Regions from separate parts of the Sus scrofa genome. Here regions 2, 3, 4 and 5 are each linked to region 1. Evidence: chromatin contacts called from public Hi-C, HiChIP or PLAC-seq and promoter capture Hi-C data. All regions are on one chromosome and are shown on one strand. Each heading gives the region's core, a stretch centred on a gene start, on an enhancer-like site or on the middle of the called end of the contact. The rest is flanking DNA. Distances are from core to core; before and after follow the strand shown. Region 1 holds the start of NASP (nuclear autoantigenic sperm protein). Region 2 holds the start of RPS8 (40S ribosomal protein S8). Region 3 holds the start of RAD54L (RAD54 like (S. cerevisiae)). Region 4 holds the start of EIF2B3 (translation initiation factor eIF-2B subunit gamma). Region 5 holds the start of HECTD3 (E3 ubiquitin-protein ligase HECTD3).

Evidence for each region. Promoter capture Hi-C pulls out the DNA fragments that hold promoters and counts their contacts. A called contact is a pair of places that touch in the nucleus more often than the background predicts. HiChIP or PLAC-seq counts read pairs in DNA pulled down with a chosen protein or histone mark.
Region 2: a contact with region 1 is called in an H3K27ac HiChIP or PLAC-seq map of alveolar macrophages. The contact joins the promoter of RPS8 here to the promoter of NASP in region 1. A contact is called at or near these places in 1 of 5 promoter capture datasets (fetal liver) and 1 of 2 datasets of contacts at active chromatin or transcription factors (alveolar macrophages).
Region 3: a contact with region 1 is called in an H3K27ac HiChIP or PLAC-seq map of skeletal muscle, with 5 times the contacts expected there. The contact joins the promoter of RAD54L here to the promoter of NASP in region 1. A contact is called at or near these places in 1 of 5 promoter capture datasets (liver) and 1 of 2 datasets of contacts at active chromatin or transcription factors (skeletal muscle).
Region 4: a promoter capture Hi-C map of liver shows a contact between it and region 1, with 2.8 times the contacts expected there. The contact joins the promoter of EIF2B3 here to the promoter of NASP in region 1. A contact is called at or near these places in 1 of 5 promoter capture datasets (liver) and 1 of 47 Hi-C or Micro-C datasets (embryonic fibroblasts).
Region 5: a Hi-C map of subcutaneous adipose tissue shows a contact between it and region 1, with 1.6 times the contacts expected there. The contact joins the promoter of HECTD3 here to the promoter of NASP in region 1. A contact is called at or near these places in 4 of 47 Hi-C or Micro-C datasets (embryonic fibroblasts, mesenteric adipose tissue, skeletal muscle and 1 more).

Annotation. Positions count from the first base shown.
Region 1 is chr6:165,803,700-165,806,294 of Sscrofa11.1, reverse strand. It overlaps NASP (nuclear autoantigenic sperm protein), which reads left to right and starts at 1,317. Exons shown (of 14, transcript XM_021096741.1): 1 at 1,317-1,526. The coding sequence starts at 1,468.
Region 2 is chr6:166,551,974-166,554,568 of Sscrofa11.1, reverse strand. It overlaps RPS8 (40S ribosomal protein S8), which reads left to right and starts at 1,280. Exons shown (of 6, transcript XM_003128060.4): 1 at 1,280-1,365; 2 at 1,769-1,875; 3 at 2,307-2,406. The coding sequence starts at 1,362.
Region 3 is chr6:165,183,362-165,185,956 of Sscrofa11.1, reverse strand. RAD54L (RAD54 like (S. cerevisiae)) reads left to right here and starts at 1,316. Exons shown (of 18, transcript NM_001123183.1): 1 at 1,316-1,765; 2 at 1,841-1,927. The coding sequence starts at 1,763.
Region 4 is chr6:166,352,637-166,355,231 of Sscrofa11.1, reverse strand. EIF2B3 (translation initiation factor eIF-2B subunit gamma) reads right to left here and starts at 1,314. Exons shown (of 12, transcript XM_021096758.1): 1 at 1,214-1,314.
Region 5 is chr6:166,331,971-166,334,565 of Sscrofa11.1, reverse strand. HECTD3 (E3 ubiquitin-protein ligase HECTD3) reads right to left here and starts at 1,282. Exons shown (of 21, transcript XM_021096755.1): 1 at 796-1,282; 2 at 491-651; 3 at 143-235; 4 at 1-64. The coding sequence starts at 1,164.

The sequences.
Region 1 (2,595 bases), core at 68-2,567:
ACTGTGTCACCAGACTATGGTAGCCATTTAGTAAATGGTTAGCATGACACAGGCATAGTGCTGATTGTTGAAGCAAGCATTATCTCTAAGTCTCACAGTATTCTTAAAGAGTGGATACTAATATTGTCCTCATTTTATGCAGTCTTCTAAGGTTACATGACTGGGCTCAGGTAACCCAGCTAAAAACAGAGCCCACGTTTACTTGCTACAGGAATTTGCCATTTGCAGGTCTAGCTCCATATCCCCAAAGATTTCAAACTGCCTGAGTCTTGGCAGACTGGGATTCAAATCCTCCCTAGCCATCTTTCCCAGTATGTCTGAACCTGGATGGAAATGAAATTCCTGTTCTAATCGCTGTAGGCAAGGCCATGGTGGAAGGCAATGCATGACGCTCCAGGTGTGAGGAAGTACAATCAATTCAGCCTGCCAGGTATCTTCCATTCAGCCAGTTGCAGGAAACGAATCACATTACTTTCCATAAACGACTTGTCTTGCAACTTTCTGAGCAAGTCACACCTTCTCCGAACCTTGGTTTCTATTATTACCAAAGGGGTCTGATAACACCGTTGTCACTAGCAGCGTTGCTGTTAAGATTAAGGAAGACAGCTGATAGCTTTAAAGTGTCCAAGTACAGCACCCTCGCACATAAGGGACAAAAAAAAAAAAAAAAAAAAAGATAAACTGCAGCTAGGAACATACAAAAAGAGCTAGTTAGATTTGGAGTCTGGGTAGGGCCTAAGAGGATGGCATCAGCGGATTGGGCCAGCCCAAGGGGGCGGGTTCAGAGGGAGGAGCCCGCCGCGTCCTGCCTCAGCCCTGAGCTTTGAATCCAGCGCGGTAGTTTCAGCAGTGGCCAATCCTAGGACAGCTTCTTCTCGCGTCAGCTGTTGCTGAGGCTCTGAACCACGCGTCTCTTCACCCGATCAGTTCTAGCCGTTGCTGCTGTATCCGTGCTCTGCTCCTGCGTGTCCATCCGTTACGACTGAGAGGGCGGGCCGAAAGTCTCAGTTACCTCCCTGAAAATCCAGGCTAGAAAGAGACTCTCGACGACTCGCTCTAAATATGCAGAGCAGCACCAGCTTCCCCTCCTCTGGAAGCCTCTGGCCGAGGTCCAGTCAGGAGCTATAGTACCAAGATTCTCGTTCTTTTTTATACGCGACTTGCTAGAGAAGCAGGAAGTAGCTTTTTTCGAGGAAGGCGGGACAGGGACGAAAGGTACACTGCAGAACCAGTGAGGGCGGGGTATGTCCTTGGGCTGGATTGGGGCTGAGTCCTGGCCCTTTAAACTCGAGGGGGAGGGTCCGGAAGTGGATGGGCGGAGCGAAGGCCCCGGTATATAAGAGGACCCAGCCGCGCGGGGTCTCCAATCTGCCATTTTCTGTCCCCGGTTAAGTCCTAGGCTTTCCTAATTCCCTGTTTTTCTCACAGGCTCTGTTCCGTCCGCTGGTCCACCGTCTCAGGGTAACGATGGCCGCAGAGTCCACCGCTACTGCCGCCATCACCACGGAGCTGGTTTCCGCCGACAAGTAAGCTGGACGGTAGAGAGCTTGAGGCACTGGCCAGTCCGCGGAGAGGGGGTGGTGGACGGAGGCTCCGCGGGAGGGACAGACCGGAGGGTGGGAGGACGTGCCTCCCCGTGAGGCACGGTCGCTATCACCGGGAGGCCCTGACACGGGAGCAGCCCACCTCTTGCAGAGGACCGTGCTCCGCAGCAGGAACACCGGTCGCCTGGCGCCCCCTGCCCCGCATTTTGCGGCCGCCATCTTGCCGGGGGCAGCGGCGGCAGTTTCCATCGCCTGCCCCTCTCCTTCCTTCCCCGGCCCGGGGCTCTCGGCGGGGCCCCGGCGTGGCAGTGGGCCCTCACGCCCTGGTGTCCCCCCACTCCGGGGCCTCCGATAGGATCCTCAAACAACTCAGGAAAACAACCCACGGAGATTTGGCGCCAAAAAAAAAAAGGGAAAAAAAAAAAACCCTGCACGAGGAGGGAGGCCGGGCCGGTGGGTCGGAGGGGGCGGGGCCTCCCGGGGGCGGGGTCGTGCGCTCGCGAGCTCGCCGCCCTCCGCCCGCCCCGGAGCGGGGGGCGGGCCCCGGAGGAGGCGGGAAAACTCCATTGTTTGGGGCCGTGCGGCTCGCCCTGCCCCTCGGACTTCCGCGGCGGGGCGCGTGGACGCCTGTTCCCGCGGTCTCCCGGGTCGCTCTGTCCTCTTCTCCTTAGGTGGCCGTGTTCTTGGTTACTGTTTCTTTTCTGTGGCTCTTTGGGAGTTGGGAGTTCTGGCGAGGGGCTTGGCTGCTGCTGGGGGACCTTATCGGGGAGCGAAGCACCTCGTAGCTCTGCGTGGAGGTCTCCTCGCTTGCAGCGGTGTCGGGTTGCTAGGAGAATGGGCGAAGTATAATGGAAGGACTGGAGGGGTGATAGAAGACGTGAGTGCTGCGAAAGCAGCGCAGTGACACTCAGACACAGGTATTTTTCGAACAGTGAAAGAAAACTGGCTGTTTCATTCGAAGAAAAAGAATCCACATTATTATGTGGCAGAGTCTGGAGTAAACCCCAGTATTTTGTTTATTCCCTCATTATTTATCCCCCCTCCCCAAAGC
Region 2 (2,595 bases), core at 31-2,530, 750 kb before region 1:
AGGGTCCATGCACTAAGAATGGTTTTTATGTTTTGAATGTTTGGGGGCAAAAAAATCATGTTTGTTTCAGGACAGGTGAATCTCAGTATCCACGAAGTTTTACTCCTGCGCCGCCACGTGCGCTCTTTTACTACTGTCCATGGCTGCGTTCACACTACGAAGCAAAATTGAGTGGTCGTGACAAGGACCTTACAGCCCACAAAGGCTGAAGTATTGATACGGGAAAGATGATCCTGGAATCCGGATTCTTGTTCACGGCAGTCAAAGAGTGAACTCCGCGAACACACAGGCAGCAAGCAAGCAACATCTTTATTAAAAGAAAGCAGATAGCTCCCAGGGGTGCTAGGAGAGGGGGAGAAGAGCCCCCCTTCTCTATTGTCCCATAGTGGTTTTTATCTCTTAAGGATGGGGGGGTACCAACGTGGGGGTCCAGAGAGATGCGGTCTTCTCCCATTGGCCTTGTTCAATTACCCATATCAGTCCTTGTCCAGTGGGGTCTTAGGGGTGGAAATGTCCCCTAAGTCTCATAGTTTCTTTGTCCTTTTCTTCCCGTAAACAGAGCCACAGGGGATGAGGGGTCCATGTCCATCCGGGCGAGGTACCCTCCCTAGAGTCAACAAGGCCTGTGAGGATGTTACTCCCTGGAGCCCTTAAGCCACCAGCGGGAATCAATGGCCATATCAAAGCATGCATCCAAGCCCAGGCTCCTCCACTGACGACCTGAGTTAATACTCTCTCAGTATTAGCTGACCCTTTACAGGAAGAGTTTCCTTAGGCCCTGTCCCGAGGTTCCGTTCATTCCGGTGGCTTTGCTTCCCGAAGTAGCATCGTCTGGCCAGACCCCTTCTCTAGCGGACACGAACACCCAGCTACCTGTCACTCCCACCTGCCAGAGGCATCCGGAGCGCACCAGGACCGCGTCCAGGACAGCGCCCACCTTCTCACTGAACAGCACCAAGAGTCGCGCAACGGGTCCCCTGAGAAATTCAGACGCCCTAAAGCAAACCCTTCGAAGCGAAGCCCAAGTCCACCTCTACGTCCCCGTCCAGCGCCTCCGCCCTCCCCCGCAGCCCCCTCAGGACCGCCGCAATGGCTGCGAACAGGGGTCTTTGTGAAACAGGGGGCCAGGCGAGCGCCCACCCGAGCCCCCAGGACCCGCGCCAGGCCCCGCCCGCCGGCAGCGCCCTCAGAGCCTCCCCGCCCGAGGCCTCCGCGGCGCCGCCGCGAGCGCGTAAGCAAGGCCGCCCTCCGGCTCCAGGCCGCGCCGCGCGTCGCCCGGAAGAGACGTCAGGAGGCGGGGCTGCGTTTTACAAACCGGACCGTGACGCGCTGCGTTTTCTCTTTCCAGCCGGCGCCGAGCGATGGGTGAGTGGCGCTCTGCCGCGGGCCCGGGGTCGGGGCGTGAGCTCAATCCGGCGCCATCCTGCCTCGCGGCCCAGCTGAGAGCACGGGCGCCCGGGCTCCCAGCTTCGAGCCTCCGCGAGAAGCGTGATGCTTGGGCTCGGGCCGCCGAAGTCGCTGCGGGGACCGCCGGGCTCGGAGCCGCGAGCGGCCCCATCATGGCTGCCGGGGTCGAGGCGGGAAGGGGGCCCGGCCGGGCCGCACGTGCATGATGACAACTCAGAAATGCTGTGACCTCCCGACTTCGCAGTGGGGGATCCAACCTTGGAGAGCTGAGCGTGCGGCCGCCCGCGCGGGCCGCTGGGCTGCCCGGGCCCGGCCCCGGGTTCCCTGACTCAGGCTGCCGCTCCTCCGCTCTCACCCGTAGGCATCTCTCGGGACAACTGGCACAAGCGCCGCAAGACTGGGGGCAAGAGAAAGCCCTACCACAAGAAGCGGAAGTATGAGCTGGGACGCCCCGCTGCAAACACCAAGGTGCGTGCGGGGCCCCAGCGCCGGGGAGAAGGTCCCCTCGGGGGCAGTTGTATCTCTGTGGGGCTCTGCGATGTGCGGTCGGCCTCTGCGTGTCGGGAATAATTAGGGCTGCACGGAGACAGCCGCTGTGTCCTGGGAGTGCCTGGAGGGAGTGGGCTCCGCAGTCGTAGTCGGACACTTGGTCTTGCTGGTGCATGGAGAGGTAATGCAGTGTTGGGAATCAGGCTTTTCCTCGTGGAGGCGACGAGAGTGATGAAAAAAGGATCCTTAGGCGTGGTTGTGGCCGTCTTGGTCATTTGTGTACCACTTGCCAATGCTAGGACGTGTCATAGTTACACTGACTGTGTTGCCTCCATCCGGCTTGCTTTCCTTTCTCTGTCGGCTCTTGCTCTCTAATAACCTGGTTCCTCCTGTCTCCTTGTGTTTTCTAGATTGGCCCTCGCCGCATACACACAGTCCGTGTGCGGGGAGGTAACAAGAAGTACCGGGCCTTGAGGCTGGACGTGGGGAACTTCTCCTGGGGCTCCGAGTGTGAGTGGAGGCCCTCCAGGCGTGGGTGGGAACTCAGCACCTAAACCTTTCTAAGCTACAGTAAGTGCTTGTAGCAGGAAGCCATGGCCTGGACCAGGATACTGAGCTTTCTTTTGTCGAAAGACTTTGGGATTGTGGGGAGTTGTTTCCGTCTGTCCTGCCTCTTAACTCCTGTAGCCTGAGATTGGG
Region 3 (2,595 bases), core at 67-2,566, 620 kb after region 1:
TACACCTGTAGCATATGGAAGTCCCAGGGCCAGGGATTGAACCTGCGCTGTAGCTTTGACCTATGCAGCAGCTGCAGCAACACTGGATCCTTTAACCCACTGCACTGAGCCAGGAATCAAACCCACACTTCTGCAGTGACCTGAGCCACTGCAGTCAGATTCTTAACCCACTGCACCACAGCAGGAACTCTAAGAGGGTTATTTTATAATGTTAAAAGGATCAATACATGAAGCCTTAAAAATTTAGAGCTCCCATATGGCTCTGTGGGTTAAGAACCTGACTAGCATCCATGAGGATGTGGGTTCCATCCCTGGACTCGCTCAGCGGGTTAAGGATCTGGCTTTGCCACCAGCTGCAGCAGAGGTCTCAGATGCAGCTCAGATCTGGCGTGGCTGTGGCACAGGCCGGCAGCTGCAGCTCGGACTGGACCCCTAGCGAGAAAATAAACAAATAAAAACAAAACCACCTGAAACTAACATAACATTGTAAATCAACTATACTCCCATATAAAAAATTAAATGAATCCCCCCCCCACACACCCATTTTTACCTAGGAAAGAAAAGCTTCCTCAAAGATACTCCAGACCTTAAAATCACGTCCTCTGGAGACCTTCACTGCCCAAGTCGACCACGTGGTAGGGAGACCAGGCAGAAAAACTCCCTCCTCCAGTCTGTGGGTGAAGGGAGCTGCAACGGACTCCAACCCCCAGCTGCACTCCAGGTGCAGCACAGGCAGGTGCGCCTTTCCCAGGCTTCTGCGGGCAGAAGGCAAGTCCTCCGCGGTCTGAGCAAAACTGCCACCACAGTAGCTGCCGGAGCAGCCCACCCCCTCCCTCAAACGCCCGGAGCTGGAGCCAAACCCCCGCGTCCCCGCCCCGAAGCCCCGCGGGCCCGGCCGACCCCGCCCACCTGGCCCGCCGCTCCCGCCACTGCGGGCCCCGCCCTTCCCCCTAAGCCCCACCCCCCGCGGGTCCGTTCAGCCACTCCAGGTCCAGAGCCGGCGGCTCTCGGCGACCGAGGCCCGAGCCCCGCCCCTCCCCTTGGGTCGCGAGCGCCGAACGCATCGAACGCAGCCAATGGGTGGTGCGGCGGCGCCGCCGCGGGAGGTTCGATTGACCGGGCCTGGCGGGTCCGGGGAGTCCGGGCGGCTGTTAACGCGCGCTTCGGAAAGAGGAAGGTTGAGCCGGAGGGTTGCGCGGGGAATCCGCTCTGCTCTTCATTCCGGCCACTCCTGGATTCCCCTCCCAAGCGCGGGTCTTCTTGTTCTGCCTGAATCCCTGCCCTGCCTCCCGCTGTCCAGCATCTGCACTCCGAGCCGGGAAATCCCGTTGTCCGGACTCGCCGTTCCCAGGCCTCGGATTCCGGCCCCCCAGCCTCTCTTCTGGCCTGTTATTACCCCGCCCCCCGCAACTGTCCCCTGCCTTCACATCCCCCGGGGACCTTTATCCTGACTCCGCCCTGCCCAGTTTAGTGCTCCATCTGTGTCTTCCCCCCATCCCAGACCTCTACTCGTTTCTGTTTGGATACTTCCTTCTTGGCCTGCTCTCCCGCCTTGGCTAACTGGCGGCCGACCCTCTCAGAGTTTGGGCCCAGACCTCAGCCCCTGGCTGGATTCCCTCCGTCCGTGCTTCCTCTTTGAGAGCCCATGCTCTCAATTATGTAGCGGCCCTCCTTTTACCAGGCTGGTTCTGCGTCCTCAGCTGCTGGGTGCCTTTGACCTTTGGCTAATGGGTACCTGACGTTTTATGCTCCTGGGCGCAGGATGGTAAGTATGGGACTAGAGGAGACTGGCTAGCCCAATGGCTAGGGCTGTTGGGCTCCACTGCCTCTTTCCTTCCAGAGGAGGAGCTTAGCTCCCAGCCAGCTGGCCAAAAGAAAGCCGGAAGTTAGACCCTCTGATGGTGAAGATTGGCAACCTGGAGCAGCGGTAAGTACTCTGCCCTCAAGGGGACAGGGAAGGTGGGGGTGCAGGACTGTTTAAGCAGCAAGGAATCCTGGGTTCCATGGAATGAACCCCTTCAGAACCTTCAATGACTGTTTACTGTGTGTCAGGCATTTAACCAGATAAATAAAATGATACTCAGGGGCTCACTAGAAGCTCACATGCCTCAGTTTTCCCGGTAGTAAAGGATGTTCCGAAACAAGAGATGATTGGCTCCCTTGGGGGGGTGGGGGGAAAAGGAGACCCCCTGGTGTTTGGTTTCAGGTGTGTCTTATAGCTTCAAATACCTTGGCAAGCTGGCTCGAGTGAGTTCTTGTCTGATGGCTCAGTGGGGCTGGCTCTGTAGCTGGCGTGCAGGAGGCTCCTCTACCTGTGAGAGAGGCACATTGGCTGCCCCTTGCCACTTACATGGGTCTCAGACTTGAACTTGGGGTTGCACTTGTTGTGGTCTGCTGCTGGCTTGCTCCAGAAAATGCTTTTGGTGCTGGTGTTCTCACTGCCATGGTGTGGACAGACTGGAGAGTGGCCTGAGCTGGGATCAGCTGCACTCCTGTCCCTCCATTGATAAATTCAGGGAGGGAAGCAAACGTTTGCTCATTCATTCCTTCGAGCTTTTGGAGCTAAGATATGGGGCCAGCATGACCTCATGCTAC
Region 4 (2,595 bases), core at 65-2,564, 550 kb before region 1:
ACACAAAATAATGTTAATCCCGTGACAAGCAGTGTATCCATGTTTGATATTATTAGACAGATCATGAAAGTCTTCTGTGCCAACTGAACCACGATGTTGCATAATTCTGGTCCCTGTATTGCTATTCTTGCTTCCTAAGCGGCCCTTCTCCTGTATGTAATCCACCTATTAAACTTTTAAGACTCAGTTCAAGAATCATCTTGCCTAAAAAGCCATTCCTAACCCTTCCCACTCTCCTGGTAGAAGCAACTAACTCCTTTCCCCTTAGATGCTTCCACTCTGCTATGTACATAGCATCTCTGCCTTTACAAGCTTTATCATCCACTTGCTATTTCCTGCGAGTTCCCTGACTGTCATCCCTGTATTCCCAGCACCTGGCCAGGCACTCAATCAGTGTTTGTGGAATAAGCACCTGCGAACCTCACAACAACCCCATGTAAGAGTCAAGTTCAAACATGTGCAGAAGTGACATCAGAACCCAGGTCACCTCGATCTGAGGTTCCTGCTCTCCATGAGGCCCGGGGGGTAATCATGGACATGACTTTCCATGACACCAGGCAATCCGTCAAACGTCTCAATGTCACTGCCATGACTCTGGACGATGGGAATCAAGGCAAAGATTCATTGGCCACTCAATGGCTGGGACAGAGAGCACAAAAGTTTTAAGAGGGGGTGTTCATGGCACCCCAGACCTGCCTCCGTCAGAGCACTCACTGCCTTCTCCCTTCGAAAACTGGCAAGATAAAACATCATATCATAGTTATCCTCTCAGCGAGACCTGACTGCATTCCTCTTTGTAGTCCACTGTCTTGCACTTAAACAACTAAACACAGCATCAATGAACAAAGGGCTTAAGTGAGCAGAGCTCAGGCACTGTCCTCAGGGCGCCTGGTCCTGGGTCTGAAGCTCCCTGGATGAGACTTCTAGCAGACCCTGAAACTCCGTTTCCTCCACCTGTTGCACAAGGTGGTTGGCTCGGATTCTCGCCGAGCGCCCTTCTAGTTGGGGCACTTGGCTCCGCGGCCAGGTCGGGCAGGCGCTCCAGCCGGCAACTCCGGGGCTCCGCACCTCCGCCACCCGCTCAGGCCCTGCTCGGCCGGGCTCCAGGAGCTCGACCCCCTCCGGGGAAGCGGGGCTCGGCGGCCTCCACCGCGCGGCTCCCGCGGCCAGCCAACTCGCGCGCGGCCTGGCAGCGCAGAAGCTTCGGCTTTACCTCGGGTCGCGCGCCGCCACCGCTCCCAACGCTCCCCACGCCGCCGCTGCCTGACAGCCCAAAGGCGCAGGCGCGCGATGGCCGAACAGATCGATGGGACGCGCCGGGCAGGCCCGCGGAGAAGGGATGAGCGCCGAATGATAGATGACGGCCAGAAGCGCGCTGCTGGGGGGAGCGGAGGAGAGCGGCCGGCGGCGCTCCCTGTGGCTTTAAGTCCGTTCACATGTCATCAATGTCCGGGTGAAATGGAGTTTTAACTAAAGAACAACCCCCACCCCTTGGCTAAGAAGGCAGCTGCAAGCCTTTCAGCTGTGCTCGTCACTATACCACCCTTCTTGTAATAATGTAACAACTGTGTGCCCTCTGTCCCAGCCAGCAGCCCTGCTAATCAGGTACCCAGCATTGCTTATCAGTTCCGCTTCTGTAACCTTGCTGGCTCAGTTTCTTAGGGAGGAACACTGTCTGCTTGGGGATGGGGGGAGGTCCGGGATGCTTACATGGCAAAAGCAAGCCCTTGTAGTGTATAAAAGTTACTGAGAACAAAGACCTGGTGCTCAGACTCTGGAGGTGTCTCCTCTGAGCCCTCACCGGTGCTGAATAAATCTTGCTTTTCCATAGATCTGAGTGCTGTTTGTCTCCTTCCATTGCCACGGTTTTTGCGGTTTCCACAATACAGGGAGCGTCCCTCGCGGTGCAGGGGTCCTTGAAACTCAGGCTGGAACAGCCGCAGTCTCTTCCTTAAGGCAATTGTCCTTCTAGGATCGGTCCCCAACCACACTCTGCGATGTGGGGCTCCCCAGTGGAGAAATCACCAAATCTCTTGCAGGCCAACGATTGCCAAGGTTTTCTATGTCCAGTGATGCCTAATATGGGGACTCAACGTTGGCTTTTTTTTTTTTTTTTTGTCTTTTGTTGTTGTTGCTATTTCTTGGGCCGCTCCCACGGCATATGGAGGTTCCCAGGCTAGGGGTCGAATCGGAGCTGTAGCCACCAGCCTACGCCAGAGCCACAGCAACGCGGGATCCGAGCTGCGTCTGCAACCTACACCACAGCTCACGGCAACGCCGGATCGTTAACCCACTGAGCAAGGGCAGGGACCGAACCCGCAACCTCATGGTTCCTAGTCGGATTCGTTAACCACTGCACCACGACGGGAACTCCGACATTGGCTTTCTAAACCAGACTATTTTGGTGTGGACAACATCCGCCTTTAATCCATCAAAACGGTTGGGGACGCGGAATTAGGGAAGATCTCACTGAGATGGTGACATCGAACAAGATCTTGAAGAGCGTGAGTCAGGTGGATATTTTCTTGAAGAGTGTGAGTCAGGTGGATATTTTGAGTAAAAGCCTTCCAAGCGGAGTGGTCAGCAAGTGCAAAG
Region 5 (2,595 bases), core at 33-2,532, 530 kb before region 1:
GTGGTCGTACAAGAAGTGGATAAGGTCCTCGTCGCATTCGTAGGTCCACGTCGGGGGCACGTAGCTAAGCAACCCCAAGCCCCTAATTAGGACGGGCGCAGGCCTGGAGGGCCTTCCTCCCCGTCCCACCCAGCTCACTCACAGTAGCCTTTGTACAGCTTCTGTGTATGCCTTGGCCGGCTGAGGCTTTGATCCCAGGCGATGCGAGTATGTCAGGTCCACCACCTGTTCCCATCTGTGCGCACAGAACGGGATACGCGGTTGGGGAGGCATCAGCAGGTAGCGAGAGAGCAGGTAGCAGGAGACCCTGGAGCCTTCTCCAGAGCTCTAGCTCCTCCAAACCACGCCTCCATGAGCCCCACCCCAGCTCCCTTCAGGTCCCGCCCCTTCCTGCTCTAAACCCCGACTGGGCTCCGGAGGCGCCGCCCGGCGGTGCCAGACCCGGAGCCGGCCTTCCCACAGCAAGCCCCGCCCCTTTCCCGTGCGGGACCTGAGCACCGGGCGGTAGTCCACTCCGAAGAGCTGCTGCTGCCGCTGGAGGTGGTCGGGAGTGTCGATGGGTACGAGGCGGGCCCCGCCCTCCGCCGGGCGGCACACCAGCAGCCAGCCTTCGTCCAGCCCGCAGTCGCCTAGGTGTTCTGCCAGCTGCTCCTGCCGGGACCAGCCGGATGGGAACAGTTGTCAGCGGCCTGCCTGCCCAGCCCAGGGCAAAGGGCACCGAACGCAATGCCCGCTCGGTGTGGGGGAAGGGAGAGGCGCAGCCAAGGACTTCCCTGGCCCCGGGGTCTCTCGCACCTTGGTCAGCTTCACCCAGAGCCCGTGGCCGTTGCACAGCTCCTCGCCCGTGGTGCGCACGCAGGCACCGCGCCGGAGCTCGATGCTGTCACGGGCGGCACGGAGGGGCCCGGAACCGGTACCGGGGGCCGGGCCCGCGGCTCCCACACGCAGCCCCAGGCCCTCCGCCTCCCACACGGGCAACAGCACGCGCGACGGTCCCGCCGGGTCCTTGTAAAGCTTGTAGAGCACCTCGCGCGGCACGAAAGCCAGAGCCGCCGGCAGCGGCCGCCCGGCGCGGAGGCTTTTCGCTGCTTCTGCCAGGAAGCGCACGCGGCCCAGCAGTTGCCGCGGGGACTCCAGAGCCGCGCCCGGGCCCGGCCCCGCCATAGCGAATTGTCCCGGGGAAACCCAGAGGCGAGGCGGCCCCAGGAGCGGCGGCCGGGAACGCGGACCGGGCTTCCCACCACGCGCGGCCCCGCCTTCCGTCAGCCTTCGCCGTATGTTCTGGACTAAGAGCGCCTCAGAGTCCCGCCGTATTGCTCTGTGTACTCAGGTCCTCAATGGTGTTACCTACTTCTGTGCTGCTTCTTCAGCCAGTGAGACCCAAGTTCAGTAGTTTCTGCTAGATCTGTCTACCCCCGCAATCCCCATTGCTACCACCATTTTATCCCCACCGCTGTTATCCTCATTCAAGCCCCGTCCTATCTAGCCTGGGTCATTGCAACAGCTATTTCTTTCTCAGATCCTCCAGCCTCTCGTTTTGCCTCCTCGCTCCAGTGAGCCACACTACAACCAGAATCCTTTTTTTTTTCCTTTATGGCCCCAGCTGTGGCATATGGACGTTCCCGGACTAGGGATCGAATCAGAGCTGCAGCTGCCGGCCTAAGCCACAGCACTGCCAGATCTGAGCCGGATCTGCAACCTGCACCACAGTTCACAGCAACGCCGGATCCTTAACCTACTGAGCATGGCCAGAGATCCAACTCCTGTCCTCCTAGTACTAGTCCTCCTAGTCCGCGTACTAGTCAGACTCATTACCACTGAGCCACGATGGAACTCCAACAGGAAGAATCCTTACAAATCTCAGGCTCTCACCCCAGGGGCAGTGCGGCTAAAATGTTTGGGAAATGACCCTTTCCACAGTCCCACAGTCCAGCTGCTGACAGGAGTCTTGAGTCATTCGGGCTTGATCCTGGTGGCTACTCCTAATCCCAGGGCATGGGTGATCATTATCCACTTTCCTCCAGTGCTTCTGAGCCAGATAAGAGGAAAGACCAAGATGGGGGCCAAGGAGGCAACCGACCAACCAACCAAAAAGGGCAGGGGCCGCTGGTGATGCGCAGTCACGGAAGAAAAGGAAACTGTCCTCCTACCCCACCCACTTTTCAAAAGTTTACAGACCACATGATGCGCATGTCTAAAAGGCACAATTCTGGAGTTCCCACTGTGGCTCAGCAGCAACAAACCCGAATGGTGTCCATGAAGATTCGGGTTCGATCCCTGACCTCACTCGGTGGGTTAAGGGTCCGGCAGTGCTGTGAGCTGTGGCTTCCGGGGGCAGCTCTGATTCCACCTGGGAGCTTCCAAATGCTGCACGTGTGGCTCTAAAATAGCAAAAAAAAAAAGTACAATTCAATAGGTTTTGATGTGTTAAATTTTAAAAAAAGAGATAAAATTATATAACAAAATTTGCCATCTTAACCGATTTTTAAAGTGTACAATTATCTATTTCTGAAACTTTTTCATCAACCCAAGCAGAAATTCTGTACCCTTTAAGCAGTAACTCCTCATTGCCCTCATTCCCCAGCCCCTGGTAAA